2 separate regions of the Mus musculus genome follow, and region 1 is linked to region 2. The links are chromatin contacts, called in public Hi-C maps. All regions are on one chromosome and are shown on one strand. The core of a region is the stretch at or near the end of the contact, and the rest is flanking DNA. Distances in the headings are between cores, read along the strand shown. Region 1 overlaps Txndc11 (thioredoxin domain containing 11). Region 2 has its middle 18 kb from the start of Gm21859.

Evidence for each region. Hi-C and Micro-C count contacts between places; a contact is called where the count stands out from the background.
Region 1: a Hi-C map of bone marrow-derived macrophages shows a contact between it and region 2, with 35 read pairs. The contact joins two enhancer-like sites. A contact is called at or near these places in 1 of 39 promoter capture datasets (embryonic stem cells), 3 of 15 datasets of contacts at CTCF or cohesin (CD8 T cells, the NIH/3T3 cell line and large pre-B cells), 26 of 484 Hi-C or Micro-C datasets (the AML12 cell line, B cells, the Ba/F3 cell line and 18 more), 6 of 115 datasets of contacts at active chromatin or transcription factors (the 230-238 cell line, T-cell acute lymphoblastic leukemia, bone marrow-derived dendritic cells and 3 more) and 5 of 9 other capture datasets (adipose tissue, embryonic stem cells, liver and 2 more).

The regions. Positions count from the first base shown.
Region 1 is chr16:11,090,337-11,094,419 of GRCm38.p6, forward strand. Txndc11 (thioredoxin domain containing 11) reads right to left here. Exons shown (of 12, transcript NM_029582.2): 6 at 3,480-3,592; 7 at 1,250-1,450. Among named protein-coding and RNA genes, the nearest start is that of Snn, 26 kb to the left of the region's middle. Within about 2 kb of position 2,400, at least 50 of the 459 cell types and tissues checked have an H3K27ac peak or open chromatin away from gene starts, as enhancers often do. A contact at or near this core is called in bone marrow-derived macrophages, where this site is marked.
Region 2 is chr16:10,894,733-10,898,813 of GRCm38.p6, forward strand. No RefSeq gene overlaps it. Among named protein-coding and RNA genes, the nearest start is that of Gm21859, 18 kb to the right of the region's middle. Within about 2 kb of position 2,824, at least 40 of the 459 cell types and tissues checked have an H3K27ac peak or open chromatin away from gene starts, as enhancers often do. A contact at or near this core is called in bone marrow-derived macrophages, where this site is marked.

The DNA of each region.
Region 1 (4,083 bases), core at 1,150-3,649, 200 kb after region 2:
ACCATACCAGCCATATGTGGAGGGGAGGTGACAGACTCCACCTACCTCAGAGCACCCATAAGAGCTTGGGGAATGGAGTCACAGGTGAAACTGAATTTTTTTTTTTTAAAGCCTGTTAGTAGATTATAGAAACAGAAGGTGTAGGGACATGATCATCTGAGAACATGAGGCTAGAAGCAAAGCCTCCCTTTGGTGCCAAATTTAACCTCAGCCCTCTGAAGTGAGGGACTAGACTCCTGCCAACATTGCCCTGCACCCTGCATGCTCAAGTCAAGTCACGTCTCAAAAGTTAAAGTAAAAACCTCCAAAGACCTTGTCAACTCTTAATCTAGATGGTACAGAGGCCTGGGCATGGAAAGAGCTTCTTGGACCATAAAGCATTCATGCAGTGCACACTTTGTAAAGAATGGAGCCTTGAGTCCCACTTCAGTTCAGTGGGAGGAACAGAGCCGCTTCACTTCTCTCTACTTTTCCTTTAAAGCCAGGCTGTGCAGCCATTAGAAAGCTCCCAGTCGGGATGGCAACTTGAAACAAATGCTGGAGAACAGCATGGCGAGCCTGGCTAGTGACTTCCTCCCCAGCTTCCAGAGCAGTGCTGAGAGGCCCAGGGACAGGCACTGTCTGCTTCGCCTGGGCTGTGTTACAGTGATTCAGATTATAGTTTGGGCCAATTAAGGGATCCTTGAAGGAAAGAAAAAAAAGCCTAGTAAATCCAATTTAGCAATCCCAGGCTCTCTGCTGATTGCTATTGCTCCCTCTAAGTGCCTCCAAATGATTCACGTGTAAAATGAACTCATGTCTAGAGAGAACGGATATCCCAGAAAGCAAGGCAGGAGGGAGGGAAGACTCCAGGCAGGGCAGCTGTCTCTGGAAACCTGCCTATAAGGTTTAGAGAAAGACACACATCATCAGTGCAGCTGTGCCTGGCGAGGTCCCCAAAAGTGGCAGGCCCTAGGCTTTACCAGCTTGCCTGAGCTCCCATCGCCCCTCAACAGGAAGGTCAGTGCAGCCATCTGAAGAAGTGCTGTTTACTAGGTCTCTGGGGAAACAAGTTCATTTCCCTTCTCTGCTATTCACCCCAGACTGGAGCAACGAATAGACAAGAGAAGCTGGGGAATCCCGGTCCCAGGCAAAAGCCACTGAGCCCCAGCAACTATTCCTGATGACTCCTTGTGATGATGGATTAGTTAGTGCCCTTTAACGTGGAAGGAGATCTATTGACAGGTGTCAGAATCACTAGGCCTCTTACCTCATCTAGAAGAGGATGTCTCTCGGCTAGGGGATCAAACGGTATGAACAGGAAGAGTGCTGGTCCTTTCTTCAGCTCATTGTTCAACAGCAGACTCTTGCCTCCATGAGGCTGTAGCCATCGGAAGAGGGTCTCCTGGTTTTCTGAGGCCCACTTATAGATGTTCTCAGCTGTGAAGTTCATGACTTCCCTGGGGAAGACCTGCCAAGGACAAATATAACAGAATAATGTAGAGGTGTGTTAGACAAGGCAGAGCGAAAGACTAGTACCGCACTCCAGAGGCCGGGTCAAGCTGCACTGTAAGGGAGGAAAAGGCACCCAGAGGCCATGACTACGGGCCATAAAGCCAACACTTAGCCCACCTCTCCACACAGTCTCAACAAGTGGGCTGAAAGCCACCATGGGAGCAAGAGGTGACTTTCATATCACTGGGTTCACCTTTTGTCCCCTGAGAGACTCAACTATCCAGACACTCTCCCTGTCTTCAGGTGGCTGTAATGACCTCTAAACACCCTAAGGAGAGTTACAGAGCACCACGTGGTGTTTATAATAATCTAGGTCCATTGTCTATTGTTACAGGATGTTATATCTTAATCTTAGCTTGTCAGATTCTGTCCCAGAGGCCAGAGTGAAGCATCCACTAGGCAGAAGCTCTAAAGGCTTTGTTCGAGGTCACCCCAGCAGCTGGACACATTCCTGGCATTGAACAGGGATTCAGCAGAGTGACCTGAGTTTACACGGGCTGTAGATCACATCATGTGTAGCAGGAAAGAGACACTTGGAGGCGTTTTCCCTTTGGGTTTTGTTGTTGTTGTTTGTAATATAAAAGTACTTTTGAAAGACACTTGATATAAATCACAAGTTTCAAACAATTTCCAGAGTGGTACTTTGGAAAGTTTCACAAAATGAAGCGTTGGGAACACTAGAATGGAGACCTAAGTGACTTCACATGAATGTGCCTACTGCTTTTTAAGACTCTAACCTTCCAATAATACTTCATTTGATAAAAGATATATGCTGGTAAACACTGCCCAGAACTACTGCCCAGTTCTCCTTTTCCCCCTTACTCTTCTGCAGTGTTCTGTGCTATAAATACACGTCGGCTAAAACGATGGTGTGAGAAAATGAGAGCTAGCAAAGCAGAGGAAGTAAAAAGTGAGACAGGCACAAGGAGAGTGGGCAGGCTGTGGAGAGGCAGCCAGCAGCAATGCTCAGAGGAGGACAGTGGGGGTTTAAAACATTTCTATTTGGAAAACACAAAAATACATTTTAACAGAATATGAATACCAAGAAAAAAAGCACAATATCTGTGAGCTCTAAGAATTAGACAGATGCTAAAATGACTGGCAAGCAAGGGCAATCCCTATTGAGTTTTCGACAGCATCTAGAAAGACCTGAAGAAATCTCCACTGAAACCAAATACCAGTGATCCTGTCAGCAATGAAAACACTTCAGAGGACCATCCAGAGGGCTCAGTGGATAAAGGCACTTGCTGCCAAGTCTGACAACCTGAGTTCCATTCCTACGACATTTGTGGTAGAAGAAAATGAACTCCTACAAATTGTCCTTGGACCCGTGGCGTGTGTGAGACGAAATAAATATAATTAAAAATAAAATACTTCAGAAAATATCCTGTCAGCAACGACTATTTAAGTAGCAAGAACACAGTTGTGAAGCTCAATGCTCAGAGTGGGTGAGTGGCAGCAGGCTCAGCACAAAGGCAAAGGAAGTCAGGAGACAAAGGAGACGGTGAGAACCAGGTCCTCTGAGGTGAGAAGCTATCAGCTCCTCACTGTGTCTTGACAACAACTTCAACACTGCACTATTAGTGCAGGGATAAGCTGCTCATGCCCCTGCACGTCATACAAGAACACACGAACAATACTGCCCAGTAGACGCTCATCTCAGAGATCATGCACCTAGAGTGAGAGATCACCACTGAGTAGCCGCAGCTTCACTCAAGAAGGGCAACAACCCAGCAAAGCTATTCCAGACTCTAAAATCTAAGCAAACAGGTTCTAGACAGCACAGTTAAGAGTCCTCTAAGGCACGGATCTTAATCAGGACTAGGTTCTAGAGTGGGCTTACAGGAATTCTCAATTTGTACATGAAATCACATGTTCTTTCCGAGGGAGAGGCTCATACATTTCATCCAGTTCTTAATTGAGTCTGTGACCTACTAAGGTTAAGAACCGCTGCGCTAATACAAATGTGATTTTAAAATACTTACAAGTGATGTGTTGAAATGTCTATGTAAATACACACTTCCAGAGTGCACTAAGGATACCAGTCTCGCAAGGTGTTTATCTGTGATAACCCCAAATCGCACTGTTCCTAGGTAATCTGAAACAGAAAATGTTCCTTTATTAAATAAGAGAGGGCCCAGGCCTTACAACAACACAAACCCACTGATCCAGTCCTAATGCACCAGCCCCGAGAGCACGGCTGTTGCTTGCTAACCTGGCCTGGCCCTGGAAGGAGCAGTTGCAGAAGCTAGACCCTTCCCTCGCAGTCAGCCGGGGTGAGGAGACTGCCACATGACATCCACCTGCAGCTATCTGACTGTCCGCCTAGCCACCCTGTTTTCCTTGCTCACACAAGCCTATCTCTGGGGAGGCACACGCTGCTGTCTCTGAGCACATCCAGCTCCTCGCCTTACTCATTGTGCGCTCACTTTCCCCCACTACCTGCCTAGTATCAAGTATTCAGGGGAGGGAAGTTTTGGGGAGATGGCGGGACTTTCTTCTTACTTTGATGGTACCTGTAAGTACCTATGTTGTCTTATTCATTTATTTACATCTTACTTTATCCAAATTCCTCTTAGGAATTTAAGT
Region 2 (4,081 bases), core at 1,574-4,073:
CACATACATATATGTATATATACATATATGTATGTATATATACATATAAATGTGTATATATGTATATATACACATATATGCTTATACATGCATACACATGCATATATGCATATATATGTATATACAAATGTACATAGGTATGTATATACACATATGTATGCATATATACACATATGCATATACATATATACTCATATACACATACACACATACACACACACATATATATGTGTGTGTATAATGACTAAAATGTTTAGTGTTAGAAAGGAAAGCACTCACATAACCAAGCTAAACAGTCGCAGGCTGCAGCCAAGGATGACTTTGTAACCCTGATCTTCCTGCCTCACCTCCCCAGTGCTGGGATTACAGGTGTGCACCCCACAACAGACTCTCAGGCTCCCTTGGTAGACACTAGCTAACATTTGCCCAGTCCGGGGACACTCACCTTGTTGTAATGGGTGGCATCCAGAGTCACGCTGTGCCAGATCCCTCCGTCCTGAGAGCTACCCTGGTGTAAACCCTTCAGTTGCAGAACAACTTCCTGGTTGTCTTTTACTCTAGCGTTGACCTCACTGTTCTTAGCCTGAGTGTGTAAGAACCAGAGGTGTGCAAAGAGGTCACCATCATGTCAGCATGCAACAGAAACCATGGCAGATTCTAGACATCAAAAGCAAGTGTCTCTCAGCACCACTGAGTTCCCAGAGCGTCTCTACAAGGATCTCAGTGGTGCTGACCATGGTTATAATCCAGGGAGATTCCTTTGCAGTTCTGAGTTCAGGGGCAGAAAAACACATGTTTAAGTTGCTATATTGGGGGCAATATGTAACCCAGCAAGAGGAAACACAATGATCAATTATTCACTCAACACCCACAAGGCAGCTGCTGGAAGACACCAGGCACCATAGCTGGTTGATTTCTTGTCTTCATGTCTGTACTGATGGAGAACTCTGACAGTTGACTTTAAGATAAAAGCAAACATGGTTTCTTGGAATTGATGGAAGGAAAGGAATCAGCTAGGGAGGAAAATGTGTGTGACGAAACCTTCTGTTCTTGGTTGCAGTGTTGGCCAGAGCCCAGAGCCTAGGCAATGTTTCTGCCATAGAGTCGCCTCCCCACCAAGGCGCAGCTCTGGGCAGAGAAGAGATCAGAATGACTGTAAATGGAGGCGTCTCCAGCCTTGTTCCTGGCCAGATGTTCTCAGCTAGAGTTTGAGTCTATGTGGGGGCCAGGCCTTCTGATTTTTCTTTTCTTATAAACAACAGAAACCCAGGATTTGTCTAAAATCTTCCAGTTCTCAGAATAAGCAGGCCATAAAAGCACACATGTGGCTGTATTTGGCCTGGAGCATCACTCAGAAATCTCTGGCTAAGGAAGCCATAAAGGCCACTGGGAGCCACACCTGCAGTGTCTGGCTTGGTATTCTGTTCTGTTTCTGTGAGACCCCAACTCAGAGCGTTTCTCCGTGGGAGGTAAAGCCCCTGGATGTTCCCCCAAGTCTGTTTTTCCCGATCTCTGGGGATACAGCCAGAAAGAAGCTCTTTGTTCTCTATAGACAGCAAAAAGCCTTTTTGTTTCTATACTTACAACCAGAGATGCGATAATTGTAAAAAGACCTATCCAGGCGCTTGCCTGGCTCCCTGAGCCAAGGACACGGAGATAGACCTGGAGAGGAGCTGCAGCTCACTCCCCATCCCTCGCCAGAGAGGAGCTGCAGCCAACTCTCTTCCCAACTCCTCCCAATTCCTCACTTTTCCTTTAAAAGCCCCCTACTGTTACTGCTGGGGGTCAAACTCCCCTGCCCTGCATGACAGAAGGAGTTCCTCCTCAGCTAGCTGATAATAAAGACTCTTGCAGTTTGCATCAGGTGTGGTTTTCTCTCGAGTCATTGGAGTGCTGGCCAGCTCATCCCAGGACTTGAACGGAGGTCCAGCTTCAGGGGTCTTACATTTCCCCTTGGACATTACTGGCCAGCATCTGGAGGAGCCACTGCCAGCCCCCGAGATTATGGGGAAGTGAAGTCCTGGGATGGGATGCTCATCCCACTGCATGCTTGGCTTCATCTTCCTTCCTAGAGAAGAGAAGCACTATTTTATTCTGTGTGCACACAGTCGGTGTTCAATAAATGCTTGTTGGAGGTTGTGGTGATCTCTCCTGAGCGGGTCAGGAGTCTAATGAGGGCCTGGTAAACATGTCACGTGCTTAGGACCAGTTACTCTCTGAGCTATGGCCACTATGGAAAAACAGACACACTGCCCACTCCACAAGAAAGGGAGCTGAGGCCCAGGGACATGGGCCATGTGAGGCTAGGGTGTATGTGCCAAGACTGCAAATCAAAGGCCACAGGCCAGTGCAGCCTGTATTGTCCTGGCTGGTCTGGAATTTGACCAGGTGAGCTACATACTCTCAGAGGTCCTCCTGACCCCGCCATCTGCTATTTGTATATTTAGTCCTGTGTCTCTAGGTATGAATACAGGTGCCTGTAGAGGCTGGAAGAGGCCATCAGATGCCTCAAGCTGGAGTTAAGGGTGGTTATGGGTGCTGGGAATTGAACTAGGGTCCTCTGAATGAACACCAAGTGTTCTTAATTGCTGAGCCATCCCTCCAGTCCCATAAAGTTTTATTTGGATATAGTTGCACATACTCACTAAGCAATTACTTCTGTACTTGCACACTGAGTAAGGACATGAAGTCACTGTGACAGAGACCACGAACCCACAGGCCTGAAAGAGACACTGCTATTTCTGCAGGCTAGCGAACTATAAATAGCATCAAGCTGACTGACTTACAATGACGCCTTAAGCAATTATTATATACCACACCCCTTGAAATTGGAGAAGTCATGGTTCCTAGGGAAGCCCCTGGGAGCACTACAACCGGCAGAGCAGACTGGAGAGGCAATCATGCAAACGTAAGTAGACCATGTCACATAGAGGCTCAGAGCTGAACTGGGAATAGAGAGGTGGGGGGATAAGGTGGGGAGTGTGTGGGTGTGGGGAGTGGCGAAATCATTTAAGGAGACAAGAGGTGTGAATTTACTCTCTATAGATGGCAGAAGGAAACTGAAGCTGAAGGAGCAGTGGCAGCTCCAACTGCAGGATGTGCCAAGGACCTGAGGCAGGAAAGATTCAGGAAGGCAGTAGAGGACCTGGATGAAGCAGCTGTGGCAGCAGAACTGGGCTTGCCATCCCAAGGCAAGCTGTGAGTTCTTGGGGCAGGGCTATAACAAACCATGCTAGCATCTTGTAACGTTCCCTATGGCTGCCAAGCAGACTGTAGCATGAGACACAGAGGGAGGCAAAGATTCCAGGCAGAAAAACATCATGCTAGTCTGGATCAGAGGTGATAAAACTGAACACGGACAATTGGGGTGGGAAGGTTACTCACATTTCGAGGATTCCAAGCCACCAGGCATCCCTCCAGGCTCTGGGAAAGAACCCTATGGTCATTGACCTCTGTGTGTGTGTGTGTGTGTCTGTGTATATGTGTGTGTGTGTGTCTGTGTATATGTGTGTGTGTGTGTCTGTGTATATGTGTGTGTGTGTCTGTCTGTGTGCCTGTGTCTGTGTGTGAGTGTCTGTGTGTGTCTGTGTGCCTGTGTCTGTGTGTGTGTCAGGCCTGTGCAGACGAGGTGAGTGGGTGCTCTGTTCCCAGACATCTTCCCAACAGCCCACTCACATAGAGGTGTCCAGCCTGGCAGCCCAGCACCATAGTGTATAACCTCTCCTCTTGGCCATTCAGGACAGCCTTGGTCTCCAGAGAGTGATGCTAGCACAGTTTGTCCACTGTGAGGTCCCCTGTAAGAGGAGGCTCTGCAGGACCAGGAGGTGCCAGGGATGCTTGGGTGTGGAGAAAAGACAGACCACAGACATTAAAGCAGCTGGCAAGATCAGGGGACAGCTATGTCCTCCACTCGGAGGTTGTCCTAAAGTCACAGAGAGTGTGACACTGGAGGGCACTCAGCAGCCCTGTGCTCCAAGAGCTGCCAATCAAAGCCTGACATGGGGCCAGGGAGATGGCGAAGTGGTTAAAACACTTGCCACCAGTGTAAAGACCAGAGTGCAGATCCCCAAACCCACATAAA